Regions from separate parts of the Mus musculus genome. Here region 1 is linked to region 2. Evidence: chromatin contacts called from public HiChIP or PLAC-seq data. All regions are on one chromosome and are shown on one strand. The core of a region is the stretch at or near the end of the contact, and the rest is flanking DNA. Distances in the headings are between cores, read along the strand shown. Region 1 overlaps Dpysl2 (dihydropyrimidinase-like 2). Region 2 overlaps Ptk2b (PTK2 protein tyrosine kinase 2 beta).

Region 1 (6,525 bases), core at 3,073-5,572, 650 kb after region 2:
TGTACACGGAGTGGTCTTCTGGGTCTCCTCTGCTGCTTTCCAAGGGCAGCCACTGCAGCGTGAGCTAGCACTTTATCCCTCTTCAGGACCTGCAGTGGCTCTGCTACCCCATACTTATGCTCTTAGGTCGTGAGCAAAATCTTAAAGATACAAAGAAATACACAGCAACTTGAAAAACCTGGATACAAAATCCCTTTGGAATTTGCAGTATCTCAAAGACTCAACAATTTTAAACTTTTCTTTAAAAAAAAAATCGTTGTAGGCTCAAGTGCAGTTTTCATTTGTTTGTTATGTGGTGGTGTGTGTTCACATGTGTGTACTGGCAAGTGTGCATCCTTGTGTATTTGCACGTTGAGGTCAGAGGTTACCATCAGCCGTCTTGCTCAATCACTCTACACTGAGGCAGGCTCTTCCACCTGAACCCAGAACTCACCAGTTTGTCTAGTAGAGCCAGCCAGCTAGCTGTGGGGATTCGATTTCCACCTCCCAGGTGCTGGGATTAAGGGTGGGCCGACATGCTTATCGAACATTCTCATGGATGCTGGGAACCCACACTCTGACATGACAAGTCATTTACCCACTGGGCCCTCTCCCCACAAGCCTTCACATGCAGTTTTTAAAAATGGTACAGAAAGATGACTCACACCCTTCTCCCAACATCCAAGTCTTCACAATTCTCTGGCTTCCATTCCCACTTCTGATATGTACTCAGGAGGTGGTACTCAGGAGGCGGTCTGAACAACTAAACAGTGGGGTGCTACCTGGGTCTCCTTGCCTCCTCCCGTCTCCCCTAACCTTCATCTGCCTTCAGTCTCCCTCAGAGCCTGTCTTGGTCCTAGCACTTGCCAGACAATGGAGTCTGAGGGATGGCTCTCTTCAGTATTAGGCAAAATCCACCCCATCCCCCTATAAACACCTTAAATGGGAGACACCGGTGATAGTTTCCGTCACACAAAGGAAGCTCCCTGTCACAAGATACATGGAGCTGCCCATCTCTGAAGTCCACCTACCCATGCCTTCTTATGGGTTGTGCCTGGTAGGAGGAAGTGACCCATTCCTTCCAAGCTGCAGGAAAATGACTCTAGGAGACCAACCAGAGATGGAAGTTGGGAGCAAGGAAGAAAGACGGTCAGCATTGCCAACTCAGTGATGTCCATGGCTCGAGTCCTTAGAAGGGCATCTCCAGACTTTGCTCCTATCCCAGAAGAGCATACACATTCACAGCACCTGATTCAAGAAACGCCCACTGTCCTCACCAGCAGTCACCCACAGTGACAGGAGGGGACAATGAACCTGTTGCAGTGTGACACCTCAGCTTGTATTTATTTCAAGCAATCCTATCAATTCGTGGGCATCCTCCTGTCTACGCACATCACAAAGTGATGTCTTGGACCTTCCTTTGATTGATACTCAATGTAGGCATGCAGGGTGGGTATATGACCCTCCAGTCACAGCTGGGGACACGCAGGCCTCCATTGCCTATCTGCTATAGTAATTTGAATGAGAAATGCCCTATAGAAGCCCAGGTGTTTGTACACTTGGTCCTCAGTAGGTGTCACTGCTTGGGGGGGTTTGGAACTAGGAGGTATGGCCTAGCTGAGGGACGTGGATCACTTTGACAGTTCTTAGCCGCACCCCATTTCTATGCCCTCTCTGTTCCTTGCATGTGGGTGAGGATGTGATCTCTCTCCCTCTGCCTCCTGCCTCAGCAGCCTGCTGCCATACGTTCCCCCTGCCCCAACTATTATGGACTCTGTTTCTGAACTGTAAGCCAAAATAAAACTCTTCCTTCCATAAGTTGCTTTGGTCATGGGGGTTCATCATACAACTGAAGGGGAATCCATGCAAACTGGGAACGTGAAGCCGCTTGCCTTCCTCCAGCCTCCAGCGACAAACATCTTCTCTGCTGCAGAGTGGTTGCCTCTTCCCACGCTCTTGTCTGCCCAGAATGACCCTCTCCAGGACTAACAGCTTTGCTGGCTTTCTAGGCCTTGGGGGCTTGAGCTCATTCACTCACAGAGGTTTAACATGGTTTGGGTAGTGTCTGAAAGTTTTATCAAACCAGGAGCCATGTGGTAGTTTGAATGAGAATGCCCCCCCACACACACACACACAATAGGCTCATATATTTGAATGTTTGGTCTGCAGTTGGTGAAACTGTTTGGGAAGGATTGGTGTGGCATGTTGGAGGAAGTGTGTCACCACAGGGGCGGGCTTTAAGGTTGCAAAAGTCACCATCCCCAGTTAGTACTTGAGCTCCTCCCTTCCCCTCCCTCCCCTCTCTCACTGCCTCATGGTTGTGGATCAGCTGTAAGCTCTCAGGCACTGCTCCAGTGACTGTCTGCCTGCTCCCATGCCCCCCACCATGATGACAAATGACTGGCTTACTGACGCTGTAATCAAGCCTTCAATTGAATGCTTTCTTTTATAAGACACCTTGGTCATGGTGTCTCTTCGCAGCAACAGAACTGTTACTAAGGCAAGCCACATGGCTAGGGAGATGGATCAATGGGCAGAGTGGGCAACATGCTTATTGTACAAGTATGAGGACTGGAGTCCATATCCCAGCACCCACTAAAACATGAGCATGCAACATAACCCTAGTAAAGCAGCAGGCATGTCTCTGCGACTTGCTGACCAGCTTGTCCAGTTAAAACAGTGAGTTCTAGATTCAGTGAGAGACCACTTCATAAACACACACACACACACACACACACACACACACCAAAAACTTTGAGCCCTGACAATGGATCTGAAGAAGCCCAGGTTAACCACAGAAGGTCTTCAAAGACTAAGACATCATACACAAGACTGTTACCACATGACAAAGAAGCCAACTGACATATAAGCTAGCCGGGTAGACTCAACCTGGAGAGATTTTGCAACTAAGATCAGGATGTCAAAAGTTTGCTAGGACCACCTACCACTTTCCTGACAAAGAATCCAGGTTCTGGGCAAGTTTTAAAAGTTAGATAATCATGGCTGTCAAGATGCCTCAGTGGGTGGAAGTGCCTGCCCCCCCCCCCCCCACCAAGCCTAATGACCTGAAGCACATGGTAGAAAGAGAGAAAAAAAAGAGGCTCCTGAAGGTTATCCTCCGACCTCCACACTGTGGCACTCCCTCACCGTGCATGCATACACCTCCAAACACTAAATAAATATATGTGTGTGATTTTATATATATAAATAATTATACATATATATGTATATATATATGTATATATATATATTTCTTTTTAAAGATAAATAACCAGATGGAGCAGCTTTGGAGTTTAACTCAGGTCTGAACCCTAAATCTCTTTTTTTTTCTTTTTCACTATAATAGAAGAAAAGGTTACCCATAATCCTACCACCTTATTTATTAATAACTATTTGTCATAATCTGTCATGCAGATACATATATATAATGAGGGGGTCAAAACAGGCCATGCCCTTGTTACCTGTGTGGAGCTTCACTTTATCTTAAGAGCAGGTTGGGCTACTATCTTCTTGTTCCATCTTCCTTTGAAAGACGCCCTTGGGGATGTCCATCAGTTTCACCTTGTCCCTGAGAAACAGCTTGCAGCTGTTCCCACATCCCTCCAATGATGCATAATGTTCTTAGGAACACACTCATGTTCCTAACTGGTCCACTACTTCGAGGTCCTTCCTGGAGAGGATGCTGAAGTTGGCATGGCATAAACAGATAGACTGAAGCTCTCAGTCCAGATGATCAAAATGGCTTCACTCTGCCACCAGCAACTCATAGAAACTCCAGATAATTCTGGTGTTCAGTTAACATGTTTGCTACTTAAAGAGGCAAACACAACACCCCCTTCACCCTTCACCGCTGCCATTGTCCTAGAAAACTGGCCACTTTCCAAGACCCATCTAGGAGGACAGAGGGACCCATGGAGGGTCTTGTACAGACACACTCCCTATCCCATGAAGCCTGGATCAGTGGCCACTTTTGCCATCTTAATTCTAACTCTCGCTCAGCCCTCCTTCAGCTGTGGGCCTGCCTCCAGGGCAATTTCCCAGCTAACATTAGGCGTGCACAAAGGAGTCCACAGGGTAGGGCAGCTCAGGCACTTAGTCCCAGCACTGAGAGAAGCTGTGTCCCCTCTCTACTCTATGTCCATGTCACAGCAAGGACAATTCATAGAAAATACCATGCCTGCAGCAGGAGGACACAACCGTGGCCTGCGGGAGAAAGCAAGGAGAGCCAAGGGTGACCAAAATACTCTAGCCAAACCCGTTCACTTGCCATGCTGCAGGCTCCGGGCTGTGTAGGGTTTCTCTAAGAAAAGTTGAAGTCACTGGCTGAGGGAGGGGTGAGGTTCCTGTTTCCTGTCATTTGACAAGCACTCTGGATCAGACTCTGAACAAAAGCCACATTGACAGCAGTTCACATCCCCTCACCAGAGGGAGAAACACACTCTGACTCCAAAGGGTGTGTCAAGCCTGGAATTCCTCTAGCTTTGGAGAAGTGACTGCCCAGCCCTGCCAGCAACCTGCTCTCAGAGACACCGAAAGCCCTCAAACTCACCAGCTCTCACATCCTCAGACCACGGGGGCTCACTCATCTGAAAAGATGGAAGGAAATAGTTGCTCATTCAAATGTCTGGGGACCAGTGCTATAACTGTGCACTCTGAGCTTGCAGGAAACAGGGACATGACAAGTCACAGGTCTGGCCTTGAATCCTAGCACGACCCTTGATGAGGTCCAGAAAGCTGAGCAAGTTATTTAACTCCTCAGTGCCTCAACTTCCCCATCTGCAAAAGAGGCACAGCAAGAGCATCTATGTGGGAAACTCAAACCACATTGCCTGGGTTTGCAGCCCAGTACCACTTCTCTCACTGGTTGTAGAACCTCAAGGTCCTTGACCCGCTCTGGACCTCAGTCTTCTTATCTGTAAAATAGACATTATTCTAATCACTGCACGCAGGGCTGTTGTGAAATAGCAGGTAACACGGGAGAACAGGAAGCTGTTTCATGTGATTCCCAGCCAGTGCTGTGGTCTCTAAAGCGTAAAGCTCCTGTTGGGGAGACCAGCCACGCACCCCATCAGCAGGGGAAGGGATGGGAATGAGGGTGGCCTCAAGCAGGGAGTTTCAGAGGAAGAACAGGGTGTGAGGAGGAACTGGATAAAGGCTGTGCGGAGGGAAGGCCAAGGCCACAGCACCACAAGAAAGACTTGGAACTCTGAATCATGCCCTCAGAGGAACAGGCTTCTGCAGAAACAGACAAAAACCCAAGGAACTAGACGAGGCTGTCCTATTTATGGGGCAAGTGGCTAAGTCGGAGAGATCCTCTGAGGGCTGTCAGGAAAGGAGGCTTCTCACTTCCTGCGGAAATTCCCTGCACTGCCCGCCACCACACATACCTACTCACTCAGGGACGCCAGGATACAAAACAAAACAAAACAAAACAAAACAAAACAAAACAAAACAAAACAAAACAAAACAAAAAGCACCCCTATATGGAAAGTGTTAGGATCAGGTAAACTCACTTCCCAATGTTAAGAGGACTCAGATGTGGGGAAAGCTGCCAATCAGGGCAGATAACAAACTGGCCTCATTAGCAGGGCTCTCTGTCATCCCAATAAAAACCAAAGCAACTTGATCCCAGAGCTTCCTAGAGATCTCCCCATCAGCCCCTTGCACAGCAGGCTGACAGTGTTGGAGCAAAGCTTACTTCAAACCCCCTAGGGACACAGGAAGCCTGGGCTGGCTGGATGCCTGGGTCTTTCCCTTTCCCATGTGTATATGTGCCCACAGGGGTGTAGGGGTGTGTGTGTGTGTGTGTGTGTGTGTGTGTGTGTGTGTGTGTGCTCTCACGTGCCCATGCCCATGAGTGAATGTATATGCATGTATATGGAAGTTCATGCATGCACGTAAGGCCCGTGTTTGAGCAACATAGAGGCCTTTGGGCAGCTTAAGGGAAATAGAAGACACTTCCCAATTTTCACCACAGTCTGCCAGAAATAAATTCTAGACAATGAGCAAATTACAGAAAGAATCAAGAGATGTGATAAGTCTGTGGACCGAGGACAGCCTAAAGATTTTCCTCATGAGGCTAGGTCCACCCTCCCTGACCAGATTGAGCTGTGAGCACCAACAACACTGAGCATGGTGACACGGGGTGGGCCAGCCAATGCCTGGGCTGGCCAGATGAGGTGGCTGGAGAAATATGTCATTCATGACACTTCCTCTGTTTGTCTCAGTTTTCAGTTGCCCTGGGCTACAGAACCACAGAGTGGGTGCTGGCTGGCCAGAAATAAGAGATTATGGGGCAGGATAGAACATCATAGGAGAAAGAAGAAGGAAGGAAAGAAAGGGGGAGAGAGAGAGAGAGCAAGAAATTAAGAAAGAAGAAAGAGAGAGGGAGGGAGGGAAGGGACGGAGATAAAGAGAGAGAAAGAAGGAAAGAAAGAAAGAGAGAGAAAGAAAGAAAGAAAGAAAGAAAGAAAGAAAGAAAGAAAGAAAGAAAGAAAGGAAGGAAGGAGAGGAGGGGAGAAAGGAAGGAGGGAGGGAGTTAAGTGA
Region 2 (6,234 bases), core at 68-2,567:
TGCCAGTACTCTGCCATGAATGGACGTCACTTGGTCCCTGTGACAACTCTCTTTACCGCTCTAAACTTAAAGAGGAGAAAGCAAACTCATGCAAATGAAGTCCTTGGGAATACCAGGATGGTCAGTGGCAGGAAACCACACCTCGGTGCCTGAGCACCAACCTGCTTTTCCTGCTTCACAGGTACACAGCCACACAGATGGGAGATAGGAGCATAAGAAACAGCCTGGGGGTGGGGAGGGGAAGCCTTCTAGAAGGCTGGCCTTTATCTTTCCATCTCCCCTGAAGACAGTGGGGTGCTTTTCACCTGTTGATAAAAGTACAGCAATGTGGTCCTGTCTTCTTTCAGGCTCTCCATGAAGTCTTCCGGCAAGTAGCGGATTTGAAGGTCATACCTGTATCAAGACAGACTCTGGTTGACACTGGGAAGCTGAATTCCCAAGAGAGCAGTAAGACTCACAGGGCCAAAGCTCCTCTACCCTCAGCATGCAAGGGCCATCCATGAGGCTTTTGGCACAGATACTAGTTTCCTTACCTCAAAGACCCGCCCTTGGCCTGGGCTCTCCTTCCTTCCCGCCCTCTGCTCCCTCTTACCATAGCACCAACAGCATCTGGTCTGGAACTGTAACCTAGATACTGTCCTGAAATGAGGATTCTCTATGGAAGCCAGGTTAGACCTCAAAACTATTCTCATCCGGACGGGTGGGAGGACTAAGTCTAGAAAGCCACTCCAGTTTTCTAGAAGATTCCGAGCCTCGGGCATGCTTGAAGGGAGGATGACATTCCTACCTCCACTCAGCTTCCACGTGTAGACATTCATACTTGTCCTGCACTTCGCCCACGGTCATCTGTGGGTGCAGCCAGTGGATCTCGTCTGACTTCATGTGCTTCAGCCTCAGCCCATAGCATTCAGCCAGCTGGATGTTGGGCCCTATTCGCCCACTCAGGAGGATGGAGGTGATGATCTCCTAGGGAGGAGACAGGAGGGCTAAGGGTCAGGGATGCACCCCTGCTGGGCTCTCACAGGCTCCCCATGAACATCCCCTAATCCTGTGTGGCAGTCTGTCTTGGCTATTATTTATTTCTGATTCTCTGACAGTGAGCACAGGCCCTGGGACACAGTGTGCTCTGCCCGGTGAATGAACAATTTGGCAGAATGAGACAGACATAGAGGAAGTGGGAGGAGGTAGCAGAAGCGAGGACAAGATGCAGAGGCTGAGAGCACAGTTCAAAAACAATTAATACCAGCTGGGCATGTGCCCTGTGAAAAGCCCCTTCTGGATAGTTTCCAGTCTAGCCAGCAGGATGCAGTACAGGACTAAGATCTGCCAGGTCTTCTCCACACATGACTGCACAGAGTCCACGTGACTCAGGGAAGCAAGCAGGTGTTACCACTGCGTTATTGTTGGTAAGTAAGCTGATGCCAGGACTAAGCTGGGATGGTGAGCCCTGGACACCAATGTTTTGCTTTGCCAAGCTGACTTGGGGCATGGCAGAGCTGGAGAAGATGGAAGCATGAGGCTGACCTTAAGGGACAGACCCACGAAAAGATGATCTTAGGAGAGCTGACAGGAAGGCACTAGCCTCTGTGTTCTGCTCTTGGGGTTTTCTTTTTCTTTTACCCACAGTTTCAGCAGGTCCCACACCCACAGACCAGTGCCCCCACTTCTTGGCCCAGACACAGGCCAGCCTGATTAATATGAATGTCAACTGCAAGGCTTCCCAGAAGCCCACCAGAAAGCCCTGACTAGCCCAACTTAGCTGCTGGTAATCACATTTCTCCCTTGGGTCCACATAGAGTGAGTGAGCTGAGTCCACTCCTGGCAGAGCAGAGTTCCCTGGATGCAGATTTAAAACCTCACTGACACTGACCCTTCTGAACTAGGAGTCTGAAATGCATGGATACCCAACCTACATCAGCCTACCCGAGACGGCAGGCTGGCCAGGAAGAGGAGGGAGGCTTTATTGTTTAGACTGTATGTTTTTTTATTTTTTTTAAACATGCCTCCCAAGAAGTTGTCTAAGTTAGCAAGCAAAATGCAATTAATTCCATAATTGGAAATAGAAGCAAGCATGTTGCTTTTTTCTCTCTTCTAGGAAAATGTCAAGACTAATATTTAAGTAATGCTGGTTTAAAATAATGTCCAATTAACGTCTTGTTCCAGATGCCTCCTTTCAATTCTCTTGAACTTCCATACAACTCTCTTTCCTACAAAGAAAGACAATGGCTCTCAGAGAAGCCCACTACCGCTCTGTGAGATGCATGGTGTGGGGTGGGGGATGTGGGGACCAGAGTACAGACCAGCAATCTAATATCATCTCTGAAATCAGAACGAAGGCTGAAGGTGAAGGAAGTGATCTACAGTGGCTCCAGAGAGAGAAGCCTGGACGAGAATGTAAGGCCTACCTTATGAAGCAGGCAGGTCTGCCACTGTCTCTACCCACTTCTGCTCCTGACCTCCTGCTCATCTCTACCCACCTGGTCACCCTGATATTTTACCCAGAATCTCTCATGTCTCCACTGAGTCCTACTTGCAGTTCCCACCTCTGGTGCTGAAGTGTAGAGCCTACCTCTTACCAAACTGAAACCTATTAGCTGAGCACTTCATTTTGTAGTAGTTAGGAACCCTGACTGAGGTAGAACTGAAAATCTCAGTTAAGTTATGCAAAAATAAGTTCAGGAGCACAAGAGCCCTCTTTGCATTCCCAGCCTGCTTCAGCGAAGAGATGCTGCCATTCTTCAGCTTTCCTTTAAGGTGATCTATGTATGTACACACACACACACACACACACACACACACACACACACACACACACACACTGTTGTGTGTGTGTATGTGTGTGTAACATGTTAAAAATGTATAAATTTTAGCAATTCAGTACTGACACATAAATACCCTCTTGAGACCTACTTACTGATTAAAACAGATGTTTTCCACATCTTTAGATGATTCTTTGTCCGGGTCAACCCTTGTGACTAACTCCTTTTCCCCTCTCGTTGTTTTAATGAATTTTCCTATTCTACAATTTCATATGCATGAAATACTAGGTATTATATAGCTCAGGATGTTCTTGGCCTTACAGTCCTCCTGCCTCAGCCTCCCAAGGGCTAGGATTACAAGTAGGTATCATGACACCCTGGCAAAGTTGCTTGCTTGCTTGCTTTGTTACACTGGGAATTGAACCTAGGGCTTTGTATATAGTAGACAAGTGCTCTGCCACTGACCTACACCCCAGCTTTGTTGCTCCTTTTTGGAGATGAATAATAGTCTTCTGTATCAACAAACCATAATATGTTTATTTAGCCCTCTGATTCTAGAAACCTAAGGCATTTATGTTTTTTTTGTTTTTTGTTTTTGTTTTTGTTTTTACTGTCGTGAACATTTGAAAATTAATGAAAAGTGTTTCTTATATAAATAATAAACTGGTGTTTGCTTGCAATTAATCCAAAGGAGTAGAATTACTGGGTCAAGGGTCATGGACTTTGTAAAAACCTGCCAGGGCTGGAGAGGTGGCCTGGGGACTAAGAGTGGTTATTGAAGACAGAATTGAAGTTGGTTCTCTCCATTTCTTTTCTTCATTTTTAAATTACTTCTTTGATAATTTGTGCATACATGCCTTCAGATCCAGGTCCAGCTTTTCCAAAAGCTTTTCCTAAAAGCTTCAGATCTAGGCTTTTCCTAATAAATGAGGACGCAATAGCTTCTGAGCGAAGTGATTTTTGTGAAAATTACGTTAGTTAACTCTTTGGGATGTTGCTTGGCTCCAGGTTAATACTCTTTTTCTTTTAATGAGCATACCTTAACACAGCAGTCTCTTACAGGATCCCATTTAAACTGTATTATAAAAAACACAATTTTGTTTTGTTCTTGTATCTTTTTTTATACCTGCCCCTCCCCACCCCTCACACACCCTTATCTCTTTCCTTTTCTTGTAAGTGCTGATGGGCCAAGGGTCAGAACGGTAAGGCCAAGGAGCTGGCATTAGCAGCCAGCCCAGGGACACAAAGAACTGAATGAGGGTGAAATTAGTTCCCTACAGGGGAGCTTAGCAAAGGGAGACCTGTATTGAAAAGAATGGACCCCTTCTAACAGTTCGGGAAAGTATTCAATCCACGGAGAGGAGAGAGCTAGAGCAGACCATGCAACAAGGGATTGTTTTGAAGTTGTGGTTCGTGTGACTGACACTGAAGGGGAGAGGGCTTGAGTTTTGAGTTGATTCTACTAACGGGCTTAACGAGCAATGCCATGTCAGAGTGGCTTCCAAGCCAAGCCTGAGTTTTAGTTTCCAAGCGCCATACTTCCGGAAAAGGGTCCAAGGCCCTTGTAGAAATAGATGATTCCAGGGCTGAGAGGAAGACAGATAGCACTAGGTGAGTCTGTAACATCGATTTGGACCAGAAACCAATGGCTGGAGTATGATGGGCATCCCTGACTACTTCACTCCATCATCCTGAAGCGCTTCCACGAGGTAAGGCAGGCATAGCTCAAGCCATACATTTCTTTCCTGAGGATGAATGTGGATGGTGCTGGAGACAGACAGCCTCACTGAACGGCACTGTTACCTTCCACCCACGTGACCGGACTGATTTACTGAGGTTGGATTATAGAGGACTTGGCTGGTCTTTGTCCTTGGTTCCAAATCTTGGGATTTTCCAGGAGGTAGAACTAGCTTTGTTATTCTTGTTCGGTTTTAACATATGGGGGACCCACAGTTTCAGAAGCATGGGGGAAGCGGGGGGCACTGGTCAATCACATATTGGTTTTCAGTTTGTAAAGACCAGCTAGCTATGTTCTTGGAGAGCTGCAACTTAGAGCCTGAGAGTCAGCCCAAGCTTGGGGCTGCGGGGTGGTAGAAATCAAGTTGGTCCATGCAGCCAAAGAGTTCACTCATCATCAACCATGCCTTATTTCCTTTTGAAAGCTCTAATATATCTGAATCAGGATGTTCACCTGAGTCTTGGTGATGTGCATTGCTTTGCCTAGCAGGTGATGGATCTTGATACAGAAGTTTCCTGTCTAGGAGTCTCCCAGAAGTCCTGTATGCTTCTTAGGTACCAATTTGTATCCACTAGGATAAAACTACAGCATCAAGTCGTGTACTTTCCCAGTTCTTGGACTTGTTCTAGTAATTCATTGAGCCTGAGGAGGAAGTGGGAACTACTAATTCATAGTAAAAGTGTGGGTGACTCAGGATCTGAGGGAAAGGGTGTCTGATGAACTGGGCCCTTAACCTGTGAAGTCTGTTAACGGTACAGCTGAGGGAAATACATTGTGTCAGAACTTGGAGGGAGGCAAGCTATGTCCACCCTTCAGACATGGCTGGGAGAAATGAATGTGAGGCTCATAACCACACAGAAAGAGTATCAACACCGTATCATGCAAACTAATGTGTGACCATGCACTTCAGAAATAGGGACGAGAGCACAGAGCAGGATCTGAACTGAAAGCTGTCTCCCTGTTACGGTGCCAGAAGGCATCATGCAAGCTTTCGAAGCAGGCCTCCCTAAGGGTGCACACAAACCCTGTTGGTAAACAATAGCTTTCTCACTGGACCTAACGGTCATCCCAGTAAGAGGGAAATCATGCCCGATACTAGAAACCTAGTCAGCTCTCTGGAGTTAGTAAAGCCATGGAGTTTAGAGGAGAATCTATAATCCACTCATCACTAAACCAGCATAACCCCTCAACTGCATTCTAAGTATGTAACCCTATACCCACACAGAAGCAGAGTCCTCACCCCTCCTCAAGGAAACTCCTCTTTGCAACAAATGGAAACCATTACAGAAAACTTCAGCTAATCAAAATGAAGAAGGTGGAGCCCAGTCCCAATGGATACGTTCACAACACAAGTCCTGCACCTAAGGCGCAGGCATCTCTATGGAGGAAGGGGCAAAGGAAGAGCCAGAGGAACGGGGAGTTTATTGTGACGTTTTGCCTCCTGGAAATGTCAGAAGTTACACTCATGAAGTCTCATCAACATGGTTGCACAAACAGGACATGAACAAAGCTGACACCCATGGATATGATAAAATTAAAGGGGGGAGAATCTCAAGAGGCCACAACCCAAGACAAGACAAGACAAGACAAGACAAGACAAGACAAGACAAGACAAGACAAACTTCAGGCAACTAAGGAGTGCTGAGAACAGCGGAACAGTCTTCCCCAGGGAAGAGAACACCATCGGTTATCCAATACAAAATGGTCAGCCCTGAAACCATACGCACGAATAACATT

The links. HiChIP or PLAC-seq counts read pairs in DNA pulled down with a chosen protein or histone mark.
Region 1: a contact with region 2 is called in an H3K4me3 HiChIP or PLAC-seq map of bone marrow-derived macrophages, with 8 times the contacts expected there. The contact joins two enhancer-like sites. A contact is called at or near these places in 1 of 484 Hi-C or Micro-C datasets (large pre-B cells) and 2 of 115 datasets of contacts at active chromatin or transcription factors (bone marrow-derived macrophages and stem cell-derived neural progenitor cells).

Annotation. Positions count from the first base shown.
Region 1 is chr14:66,840,424-66,846,948 of GRCm38.p6, forward strand. All of the region lies in intron 3 of Dpysl2 (dihydropyrimidinase-like 2), which reads right to left. Among named protein-coding and RNA genes, the nearest start is that of Gm5464, 25 kb to the right of the region's middle. Within about 2 kb of position 4,323, at least 103 of the 459 cell types and tissues checked have an H3K27ac peak or open chromatin away from gene starts, as enhancers often do. A contact at or near this core is called in bone marrow-derived macrophages, where this site is marked.
Region 2 is chr14:66,189,269-66,195,502 of GRCm38.p6, forward strand. It overlaps Ptk2b (PTK2 protein tyrosine kinase 2 beta), which reads right to left. Exons shown (of 31, transcript NM_001162366.2): 3 at 788-966; 4 at 306-393. Among named protein-coding and RNA genes, the nearest start is that of Gm52098, 14 kb to the left of the region's middle. Within about 2 kb of position 1,318, at least 110 of the 459 cell types and tissues checked have an H3K27ac peak or open chromatin away from gene starts, as enhancers often do. A contact at or near this core is called in bone marrow-derived macrophages, where this site is marked.